Regions from separate parts of the Mus musculus genome. Here region 1 is linked to region 2. The links are chromatin contacts, called in public HiChIP or PLAC-seq maps. All regions are on one chromosome and are shown on one strand. Each heading gives the region's core, a stretch centred on a gene start, on an enhancer-like site or on the middle of the called end of the contact. The rest is flanking DNA. Distances are from core to core; before and after follow the strand shown. Region 1 holds the start of Ipo7 (importin 7). Region 2 overlaps Dennd5a (DENN/MADD domain containing 5A).

Evidence for each region. HiChIP or PLAC-seq counts read pairs in DNA pulled down with a chosen protein or histone mark.
Region 1: a contact with region 2 is called in an H3K27ac HiChIP or PLAC-seq map of embryonic stem cells, with 17 read pairs. The contact joins the promoter of Ipo7 here to the enhancer-like site in region 2. A contact is called at or near these places in 3 of 484 Hi-C or Micro-C datasets (CD4 T cells, the HL-1 cell line and erythroid progenitors), 9 of 115 datasets of contacts at active chromatin or transcription factors (the 230-238 cell line, CD8 T cells, bone marrow-derived macrophages and 4 more) and 3 of 9 other capture datasets (adipose tissue, liver and pancreatic islet).

The regions. Positions count from the first base shown.
Region 1 is chr7:110,016,033-110,022,012 of GRCm38.p6, forward strand. It overlaps Ipo7 (importin 7), which reads left to right and starts at 2,283. Exons shown (of 25, transcript NM_181517.5): 1 at 2,283-2,476. The coding sequence starts at 2,393.
Region 2 is chr7:109,940,441-109,946,752 of GRCm38.p6, forward strand. The region is part of intron 1 of Dennd5a (DENN/MADD domain containing 5A); the gene reads right to left. Among named protein-coding and RNA genes, the nearest start is that of Dennd5a, 17 kb to the right of the region's middle. Within about 2 kb of position 4,376, at least 41 of the 459 cell types and tissues checked have an H3K27ac peak or open chromatin away from gene starts, as enhancers often do. A contact at or near this core is called in embryonic stem cells and liver, where this site is marked.

The DNA.
Region 1 (5,980 bases), core at 1,033-3,532, 73 kb after region 2:
CCAAACAGTGCCACCAACTGGGGGCCAAGTGTTCAAATGCCTGATTCTTGTGGCCATTTCTCATTCTGACTACATAATAGTATTCACCTGTAATCCCATCACGCTGAAGATAAAGGCAGAAAATAGGTCATTCATCAGTACGGATAGGTGGAGGGTCAGAATGGTCTATGTGCAAACCGGCTTCAAAAATTAATAACACAACAAAACAACAAACAAAGAAAAACCTCAAAAATCAAAAACAAAACAAAAAAAACCCCATGAAACCAAACCTGGAAGTATTTTACTGAACTGTAAACAATCCACCTGCTCATCTGGACAATGCATTTATTCATAAAGAGAGATAAGGCAACTCACTCAGACATGTAACATGTACAATATCCAACATGGAATTAATCATTACCTGGCCTTCTCAATGCTTAGAAGGGATAGGCAGGAGGATCACTGGTTTAAGGCAAGTCATGTAACATAATGAATTTGAACCAGCCTGAGTCTGAGTTTGGTTCCAGACCCTGTCTGGAAACAAAAACAAAACTATGAAGAATAAACACCATTGACAGAAACAAAATACCAGATGGAGCAAGAAAGTTTCAAGGGGGACAAAATGAGTAATCTGAGAATTGAGAAGACATCACTTCAGCCACTGCACACATTAGAACCATAAGAAGTAAATACAGTTTTGTTTTGAGGGTCTTTTTGTTTTTGTTTGTTTGTTTTTTTGAGACAGGGTATGCAGCCAGGCAGAACTTGATATGTATAGCAGGTTGGTTTTTAAACTCACAGAATTCTGACTACCTCTGCCTTCTAAGTGCAGGAATTTAAAGCAAAAAATCAAAATATTCTTTTTTTTTTTTTTTTTTTTTTTGGTTTTTCAAGACAGGGTTTCTCTGTGTAGCCCTGGCTGTCCTGGAACTCACTCTGTAGACCAGGCTAGCCTCGAACTCAGAAATTCACCTGCCTCTGCCTTCCAAGTGCTGGGATTAAAGGCATGCGCCACCACGCCCGGCCAAAATATTCTTATTTCATGAGAATTTATAATCAAGTATGGTAGTACAGCACTTGTGGGGTGGAGCAGGATTACAAATTTAAGGACAGTATGTTGTACACAGAGAACTGAATTCCTGCTTTCTTCAAGAACATAAGGTCCTAACCACTGAGTCATTTCTACAGCTCCCTGTTGCTCCTTTGTGAGACAGGTTCAAACATTGTAGCTCAGGCCTGCCTGAAGCTCAGTATATAGCTTCCCTTAGATTCTAATTGAAAATTGATTTGATTTCTAAAGGTAAAATGATTTGAGATGTATGACAGTAGTTCTCAATATTTTCACTGCTGCAATCCTTCAATATAGTTACTTATATTATGATGATTCCCAACCATGATAGTAGCATTTTCATTGCTACTTTATAACTGCAATTTTGCTACTGCTATGAATTATACTGTAAATATCTGATATGCAGAGGATAGCTGATATTCAACAAAGGGGTCACGATCCACAGACCCACAAGATGAGAACTACTGAATTAGAGGTTTAAATATCCATACACAGGGAGTTTTAATGGACATTATGCATTTATTCTGAATTTAGAAATAATTTATATAATGACGTAGCTGAGATTTGAACACTCATTAATAAGGCACAACTTCAATATATAGGATAAAGTCTTACAAAATGAGATTAATGAATCAAAGTGGAGCAGTTTTTATGGCATTTAGAAACTCATCTCAAATCATTGTTGAGAAAGTTCCATCTGGGAGGCTCAGGCAGTGGTATTGCAACAAGTTCAGGTCAAAAGCCTGTCTCAAAAAACAAAACAGAGCTGGGCGTGGTGGCGCATATCTTTAATCCCAGCACTCTCCCAGCACTTGGGAGGTAGAGGCAGGCGGATTTCTGAGTTCGAGGCCAGCCTGGTCTACAAAGTGAGTTCCAGGACAGCCAGAGCTATACAGAGAAACCCTGTCTCAAAAAACCAAAAAACAAAACAAAAACAAAACAGAAATTTCTTTTAATTATACAGTTAGTAACAACGTATTGCATCACACACTTCTTGAGATTCTCTAGGGATATCATATAAAATTTTGTAACTATTTTACTTTTCTCTTTGTGGCGTTTGAACGTTGTCCCTTTCACTGACTACAGTGGGAGCCAGCCACGTGGGCCGTGTCCGCGTTTGGGGACTACATTTCCCAGGGTGCTCCGCCGGAGACTTGACAGGAAGTGGCCGGAGCATCTCCCGCCTCCACGCCGAGGCGAGAAGGTTCTATCCGGGGCCTTGGCGCTTCTCTTTCCTTTCGCGCCGGTTGCCGCTGCGGAGCGCGGCCGGTCCATGTGCGCAGTGAGTGGCGCTATTTCTGCCTCAGTAGCACCGGTGTCCCGGGTCTGACCGACCGCGCGGCGATGGATCCCAACACCATCATCGAGGCCCTCCGGGGCACCATGGACCCAGCCCTGCGCGAGGCCGCTGAGCGCCAGCTCAATGAAGTAAGGACGGCCGGCTAGCGGCTGCTGCGGGCTTGTGGGCCGGCAGGCCAAGACTTCCAGGCCTGGCTGGAGACGCGGAGCACAGCTCCGACGAGCCCATTTGGAGAGGTTGGGCGGAGATCTGACCGCCGTGCCAGGCTCCACTGTGGGGACGCGGCGTCCAGGCCGCCACTCGGTCGGCTTCCGAGTGGGCCTCTGGCCCGGGTCTGGGCGTGTGGAGCCGGCCGAGCTAGGCGGGCGTGACGGTCTGGACACATGGCCGGCTCCCGTGGCCCGCCGCCCTCTGGCTGTCTCCCAGTTTGCTCTCGGGAGGGGGCGAGACAAACTGGGAGGGTGTAGAGATGTGTCCCAGACCAGTCTTTCCGGCGCCCGGTCGGCCGGGGTTCCTGGGGAGGCTAGCTAGTCCACTGGGGGCTGCGCCTGACAGCCTTGTGTGTGCTCTTGGCGGATCAGTGACCTGCCTGTCCGGTACAACTTTCTTCTCGCCGGCGAGGTGCTAGGGACAGATTTCAGATCTGGTAGGGCAGGGGTAGTGTGGGTTACACTGTGCGATCCCCGCTCTGGTACTGTCCTAGTACCACAGTTGGGAGGCGGGATGATGTAGTGGAACGGGTCAGATAAAGTGCGACCTTCTAGGTATAGCAGCCTCAATGATTTCTGGAGTGAGTGACCTTGGGCAAGTCTCACCTCCAGATCCTGAGTTGTACTCATTCATGAAATTAGGCCGTACGGTTGCTGTGATGGTCAAGTGAGATAATCTAGAGCCTATAGAGCTTTCATATGCAACATTAGTGGAGAGTTGGTTTCTCTTCCACGTGTTTTGGGCAGTGCCCCTTGGAAAACTGTTATATTGATATTCTATTGTACTGATTTCATCAGCGTTCTTTTTTTCTGAACTTGGCTATTTTATATATTAGTAAGAATTTAATAGGTTTATAAAAAGGCCTCTGTAAGGTCTCTTTGAGTCTCAGTGTTTTGGTGTGTGTGTGTTCATATACATATATATGTATACTGCATATACACAAATACTAAATTGTATATGCACGCTTTATACACACATATAAGTATCTTTTTTTTTTTTTAATGCAAAAAGAAACCCTTGTTTAAAGAAATCTTAGCCGAGCGGTGGTGGTGCACGCCTTTAATCCCGGCGCTTGGGAGGAAGAGGCAGGAGTATTTCTGAGTTCCAGGCCAGCCTGCTCTACAAAGTGAGTTCCAGGACAGCCAGAACTATACAGAGAAACCCTGTCTCTTAAAAAACAAAAAAGAAAAGAAAAGAAATCTTAAAGCATTGACTTAGAGGAAACATCAGGGAGACTATTAATTGAGCATCTCAAGTTTACCATGCAGTAAAGATAACCCTGCCTTCAAGGAATTTACAGTTATCCAAGACCACCCACAGTTCAAATAAATTATTTCACAATGAAAAGGTCATTTATATGTAAATGAGACCATGCTGAAGGATCATAGTATACTGAAATTTTTAGATCCAAAGTCACCTAGGCAAGAGCTTACTTTGGGATGTAAAATGGTAAAGTGAAACAAACTGTCTCTTTAAAATGTAATTAAATCATACAAGAAGTTAATGGATCAATTGTTCTGTTTTAGATGGATTTTCTGTACAATGAATATTATTCTGCTTATGGAATATTAATACATGTAATAAAAACAAGTATCATGTGGTTACACCTATAATCCCAGCACAATGAATGCTGAGGCGAGGCAGGAAGATAGATTGCTCAGGAGTTTCAGGCCAGCCTGGGCTGCAGAGTGAGACTGTTTCCTTTCCAGATACTAGAAAACCTGAAAGTTTTGTCCTAGGTATTTCTGTCATGAATACACAGGGCTCTTAAATTTGTTTTTTAAAAGAATTGATTTCTTTTACATAAAGATTGGGTAAATGTTTACTTCAAATGTGAAATTCTGTGAACAGTTACTGCATTCCTAGTTTTTTTGCTTAGTTTTGTTTTTTGGACAGGGTTTTACCCCTTAACCCAAGCTGGCCTCAGATTCCTGGGTAATCTTTCTGTCTCAGCTTTCCTAGCCCATGTACCAGCACATCCAGTTTTGCATGTCTAATTATGAGCACCAGTATAATATATAGACAGAGAAAATATTAACTACTTATGTTTTAAAAGATAATGGAATAATCAAAATATTAATCAAAGTCTTGACTCAGCCATTGATCTGCTATTCTAGAGTACAATGGAACAGTGAATACTGATAATCTTTTCTGCCAAAGAAAATGTATAATTTGGCTGACATTTCTGTAATTTTTAGCTCTTGTATGTTTTTCAGTTACTACATTTAGATTGTTAGGTAATTGTCCTAAGGTAACTTTTAGAATGTTTACTCTGACTTAGGAAACAATCCAGATAAGTCTTGAAGAATGAGAAAAGAACATCTTTGAGAGGCTTTTATTTAACCTCAGTGTGGTAAGGTGCACACTTTCTTTCATTCATTAAAGCTGTTTTGTACTCCTTAGACATTAAACATTGCTCATCATGTTAAAAGATCTTTGACATTTTTGAATGATTCCCTTAACTAAGTGAGGTAATCAATGGCTAAAAACTGGAGATATTTTCAGCAGTTTTATTTTAATTAATTTTTTGAGGGAGGGTGTTTGAGTCTTAGTTCCTGGATAGCCTAGAATTTGCTCTGTCAACTTGGCTGTCCTTGAACACAGAAATGTACACTCCTGCCTGGGATTAAAGGCCTGTGTCACCAGGCCCAGCTTTGCAAAGTTTTCAGTTTGAAAATATAATCATACTCTTGAGTACTGAGCTTGTGTGCTCATCTTATCTGGATGGTCTGGAACCCTTCATAAAGGTATCTCCCTGACCAACTCCTTCAACTATCTTTTCAAATGTCTCCTTATATTGTAGAGTAGTTTCCATTTTCTGACTACATTCCTATCTCCGTCCCTTGTTTTATAAAGCTCTCATTTTACACACACACACACACACACACACACACACACGTATAATCACATAACTAAAATTAAAAACATTAGACTAAGGAACTAACAACTGTTTGGGACCTGTGTTTTGTTTGTTTGTTTTTGTTTCTTTTTGAAACATGGTCCTTTGTCATCTAAGTTTACTTCAGACACACCACTATGCCCAACCTAGATAGTATTTTCAAATGGCCTATGTGATAGAGAACCTAATCTAGCTCCTTGTCAATATATGCTGATGTCTACAAATATGAAAATGCATACATAAATACAAAGATTTTAAAATTCTGTACTGTATTCTCTGTGCAACAATATATCTTGCTCTGCATAGCAACAGTGGTCAAGTTTCTTATGTGAGATGGGATATTTACATATTAGATTAGCCTGTGTACTACTGAGTTGCATCATTAGACCCCTTGTACCTTTTTTTTTTTTTTATCTTTTCGAGACAGGGTTTCTCTGCATAGCCCTGGCTGTCCTGGAACTCACTTTGTAGACCAGGCTGGCCTCAAACTCAGGAATCCGCCTGCCTCTGCCTCCCAAGTGCT
Region 2 (6,312 bases), core at 3,126-5,625:
CTTCAGATCCCAGGAGCAATCTCAGCTTTGAAGGAATAAACACATCATATTATAGGGGGAAAAGTCACAAGACTTAAGAGACCCCCCACGTATACTGGAGAGATGGCTCAGAAGTTAAAAGCATGCCCTTGCAGAGGTCCCTGTACCCACATTAGGCAGCTCACAACTACCTGTAACTCCAGCTCCAAGGGATCTGAAACCCAGGCACCAAATTCACATGATGTGTGCATGTGTGTATGTGTATACATATATGTCTGTAATTAAAAATAATAAGTCAGTCAGGGCTGGAGAGATGGCTCAGAGGTTAGGAGCTCTGACTGCTCTTCCAGAGGTCCTGAGTTCAATTCCCAGCAACCATATGTTGGTGGCTCACAACCATCTGTAACAGGATCAGATGTTCTCTTCTGGTGTGACTGAAGACAGCAACAGTATACTCATAGGCATTAAGTAAATAAATCTTTTAAAAAAATAAGCCGGGCGTGGTGGCGCATGCCTTTAATCCCAGCACTAGGGAGGCAGAGGCAGGCGGATTTCTGAGTTCGAGGCCAGCCTGGTCTACAGCGTGAGTTCCAGGACAGCCAAGGCTATACAGAGAAACCCTGTATCAAAAAAACAAACAAACAAACAAAATAGTAAGTCAAGATGGTGAGATGGCTCAGTGGGTAAGAGCACTGACTGCTCTTCCAAAGGTCCTAAATTCAAATCCCAGCAACCACATGGTGGCTCACAACTACCCGTAATGAGATCTGACCCCCTCTTCTGGTGCGTCTGAAGACAGCTACTGTGTACTTATTTATAATAATAAATAAATCTTTGGTCCAAAGCAAGAAGGAACTGAGTGAGTGGGGTTGACCAGAGCAAGCAGAGATCCTAAATTTCAATTCCCAACAACCACATGAAGGTTCACAACCATCTGCACAGCTACAGTGTACTCATATATATAAAGTAAATAAATAAATCTTTAAAAAAGAGTAAGTCATTTACATTTTAATAAATAATAATTTTAAAGAGCTAAGAAACCCCAAATTCAAGTCTCATTTGTACAAGCCAATTACAAGAACCTGAAAATGTTTCTCAGAGAGTTCCTAGTCACGATTTCTAGTCTGTAAAATGAGGTTCAGAAATTCTACCTGTTCTTGCTTCTCCTGCATAGGTTCCAAATCCTGCTTGCTTTAAAAGGCAGAGCATAAATCTAGGTTTAGCAATGATTGTGATGATAGCTACCAACCATAAAAACAGTACCTGACTTTTTTCCTAAATCACTGAGGTTGCTAAGGAAATACATGATGATCTAACCCATAGACATTTGACTTTTACCTGAGTTATATTGCTTGTGCCAAAATCATACCAAAATCAAGGTTTGTTGGTTTGGGGGAGTTTGGTTTGGGTTTGGGTTTTTCGAGACAGGGTTTCTCTGTATAGTGCTGGCTGTCCTGGAACTCACTCTGTAGACCAGGCTGATTTCAAACTCAGAACCCCTGCCTCCCAGGATTAAAGGCATATGCCAATGCCACCACATGCCTTACATCATTTTTATCTATTCCCAAATCTCTTAGTACCAAGTACAGTAACAGTAAAGCACAGGTAGCCCACATCTTTTTCCCTGACCATTCTTCCTGACTCTTCTTTACTCCTATTTCTTGTTCACAACTGACACATTCAAGCTCTGCCTTTGGCACTCTGAAGCGGTGTGTCCACATCCTGACTGCCTAGCACCTGTGAATGCTATCGTATTCAGGAAAGGATCACACAGAGATAATCATGATCTAGAGATGAGATCAACACAGATTAGCTGGTAGACTCAACAGGCAATATGAATCCCTATAGACAAGACAAATAGAGGAGAAGACACACTAAAGAGGGACAAGAAGACAAGAGATGGGAGGGGTGTAGTCAGAGGCCAAGAATGGCCAAAGACACCAGAAGCAGAAGCAGAAGCCAGGAATCATTCTCTGAGCGTCTGTGCCCACTGATACCTGAATCATGAACTTGCAGCCTCTAGGGGGAAGGGGACCTGAATGACTGTTGTTTTAAACCTGGACACTTGTGGTCATTTGATGTGGCAGCCCACAGGAAACTAATATCCATTCCCAACCACACTCCTTTACCTTCCCACTCCCACAACAAATTGACTTGCCTTCTAAGTAAGGGAGAGCTTTAGTGACCCTTCAACTGCATCCCAAATGGGGTTTCCCAAGGCACCCCTTAAAAGAAGAAATTATAACAAATATATACTGATAACGCAATAAAAATATAAGAATCTCACTATGTTATTCCAACTTAGATCAAATTTACAGCTGGGCGTGGTGGTGCACACCTTTAATCCCAGCACTTGGGAGGCAGAAGCAGGCAGATTTCTGAGTTCGAGGCCAGCCTGGTCTACAAAGTGAGTTCCAGGACAGCCAGGGCTACACAGAGAAACCCTGTCTCAAAAAACCAAAAAAAAAAAAAAATCAAAACCATAATAAAAATGTGAACAAAGTACACAAAACAAAGAAATGTAAAAAAACTGTAAGGAATACAGGGGGGAAGGCTCAGCTTCACTAATGATTAAATTCAGACAACTGGAAATGTTCTTTAAAAAGCAATAACACATTAGAGGCATTGTCCTAGTTAGGGCTACTAATCCTGGGACAAACACCAAGTTGGGGAGGAAAGTGTTTACTGAGCTTACAGCTCCACATCACAGGACAGAAACTCAAAACCTAGAAGCAGGAGCTGACGTAGAGGCCATGGAAGGATGCTGCTTACTGACTTGCTCCCCTATGGACTGTCAGCCTGCTTTCTTACAGAACTCAGAACCATCAGCTGAAGGGCAGCCCCACTCACAATGGGCTGGACCCTTCCACATCAATCATTAATTAAGAAATGCCCTACAGGCTTGCCTACAGCCTGATCTTATGGAGGTATTTTCTCAACTTAGGCTTCCTCCTCTCCAATGACTCTAGCTTATGTCGACTTAACATAAAACTAGCCAACACAAGCAGAGAGAAACAGTTATGTTTATGTCAAAACTGCTAGTGAGAGAGCTGGAGAGATAGCTCAACAGTTAACAGCACTGAATGCTCTTCTAGGGGGCTGGGCTTCAATTTCCAGCACATACATGGTGACTCACAACTGTCTATAACTCCGATTCCAGAGAATCAGACACTCTCAGGCAAACATACAGGCAAATCACCCATAAAACTTAATTAATATGCATGCACACACATATAACAAAACCTGACACCATCTAGCTGGGCTGTGACCACATGCACACATGTATGTGCATGTAACATATATCAAGTTATACACTCAGTGTTGGTGTTTACTTTTTTCTGAGATAAAACCTTCAAATTTGTCAGGTGTGGTGGTGTGCAACTTTAATGGATCTCTGTGAGTACAAGGCCAGCCTGGTCTACATAGTGAGTTACAAGACTATATAGAATCATATAGTGTACAAAGGACTCAAAAACAAAAAACAAAGTACAAATACCAAAGAAACCGTAATTACATCAGAATGCTTCCAGAGCTTGATTCTGGATAAAGGAATAGATTTACTTCTCAGTTCTGTAATTACAAAGTTCCCATGAGAAGTGTGTGCTTTAAAACCTACTTGAATCTTTTTTTGTTTTTGGATTTGATTGTCTGCTTTTTTCTTTTAGACCAGGCTAGCCTTAAACTTGCTATGTAGCTGAGAATGACCCTTAAACTTCTGATCCTCCTGCCTCTGCCTTTTCAGTGCCAGTGTGTGCCAGCACAGAAGTTAGAGCAGTGTGCTAGGGATAAGACCCGGGGCTTTATGCAAAAACTCTACCAAGATGGCTACATGCCCAGGCCAAGTCCTCAATATTTTATTTTTTTAAAATACATAAATGTTATTTTACATAATGATGACTTCCCCTACCCCTACCCCAAGGCAGGTCTCACTGTATAGCTCTGACAGTCCTGGAGCTGCTGCGTACACAGGCTGATCTCTAGCACACAGATCCTCCTGTCTGCTTCTTTTCTGGTTTGTTTCACAGTGCACCTTGCATTCTCTCTCCAGCTCTGGTGTTGACAGAGAATCTGATGAGCTAAGATTCACAGAAGAGGCTGAAAGGAGGATGGCAGGAAGTGAGATGGTGCTGAATGACTCACTAATTTCAATAATAAAGGAAAAAAGGTAAGGCTTCTATAGCACTCCCTTAGCACAGCCTCACTTGCCCCTATAATTCCATGTGCATTGGATTTACTTTCTCCCTCCCGCAATCCTACAAACTAGTTCTGACTAGTTTGCCATTCTCAGCCTCAGAACTGCAAGTGAAGCAGGAGTAACCAGCCCCAAAGCCCAACACTGCCGTTCCTTCCTCAGTCCCAGCCTCCCTGAAGAACAAGTGGCTAAGTAAATATGGAGCTTTCATTCCCGACTGTTGCCAAAACTGTGGCAGAGTGCTTACTCAGCATGCACAATGTCCTGGGGTCAATCCCGATCACTGAAAAGGGAATGGGACACGCTCTCATAATTAGTATAGTATATACATCAGGGATTGGTTAGTTTGATAAAATATAGGTTTCTAAGCCCCACTCCCAAATTTTCTGTTTCTAAAGGCAAAATATGTAGCCCGGCCAGGTTCTCTGGCATACATCTGAAATCCTAGGAATTCAGGAGGTTAACACAGTGATGTCTCCAGTTCAATAACAGCCTGAAAAACATGTGACCTTACCTAGATGGGAAAAAAAAAGATTGGAGGTGGGTGGCGGGTGGTAAATATAATCCAACAGGTCACTGGATTGAATTTTATTTTTGTAGTAAATTCTGGGAGCTGTTGTAATTGGTCCAGAGCACACACGCAATGAAAAACACTGGTCTACAACACCCACCATCATATTGATAATTTCACTCACTAGCCTCACTCTAGCCTCACTCACCCTTTGAACAGTTCTGTTGAAGAACATAACACAGCCAGGCAGGGTTGGTGCACACCTTTACTCCCAGCGCTTGGGATGCAAAAGCAGGTGAGTCTTTGTGAGTTCAAGGCTAGCCCAGTCTACAAAGAAACTGTGTGTATGTATGTGTGTGTGTGTGTGTATGTGTGTTTGTGTGTGTGTGTGTGTGTATGTGTGTGTGTATGTATGTGTGTGTCTGTGTCTGTGTGTGCTGTGGTGGGGATGCAGCATTTTAGAGAATAAGGCATGAAATGGTCAAGAATGTGTGCCAGCCTGGGTTACATGGCCCTCTTTCTCAAAGTAAAGTATTGAATATCCACATCCACCCTGGCCTAACACTCCTGATCCTGTCAACCCTTTCCACCCCTTACACACTACATGCTACTTATTTAGAGTGTTCTTTTTTCTTTCCTTTTCTTTCTCTTTTAAACAAACTCTTAGATGTAGCCCAGACTAGAATTTACTATGAAACCCAGGCTAGCCTGGAGCTCTCAATCTTCTTGCCTTGACCTTATATTTAGTTTATTATTTATTTATTTATTTATTTGGTTTTGAGACAGATTCTCTGTGTAGCCCAGGTTGTCCTGGAACTCTCTCTCTGTAGACTCTGTAGACCAGACTAGCCTCGATCTGCCTGCCTCTGCTGGATAAAAGGTGTGCACCACCAGGCCAAGCTATGTTAAATTTTTAATATATCTCTCTCCACTTAAAAGAGCTCCATAAAGAGAATTTCACTCACTGACATGACTTGTGTGCCTCAAACAGTGATTACAAGATCTTCAAATTTCTATAAATAATAGCTAAATGAGGAGTGAAAATCAATAAATACTAACTTTGTGGTGGTTGTTCACATCCATGTGCTGGGGACTCAGCTAGGGTTTTGTGCATGCTAAGCAAGTGCTCTTCGAGTAACACATCCCAGCCCAACTTTTAGGTTTTCTGGACAATTACTGCCTACAAGATACTCTACATTAAAGACGCATCTGTGGTCATTTGAGTGAGAGTCCCCCGTGAGCTTCAGACATTTGAATACTAGGTCCCCAGATGATGGTGACCATTTGGAGAGAATTAGGGGTCATGGCCTTGATGGAGGAAGTATGTTGCTGGGGGCAGCTCTGAGGATTCAAAAGCCTCACATCATTTCTAGTGAGCTCTCTCTCTCTTTGTTTTTGTTTTTGTTTTTTGAGACAGGGTTTCTCTGTATAACCTTGGCTGTCCTGGAACTCACTCTGTAGACCAGGCTGGCCTCGAACTCAGAAATCTGCCTGACTCTGCCTCCCAAGTGCTGGGATTAAAGGCGTGCACCACCACCGCCCGGCTTAGTTGGCTCTCCCTTCTTGTGTGTGAGCTCTTGGCTGCTACCTCAAATACATCATCATGAACTCTAATCTTCTGCAACTGTAA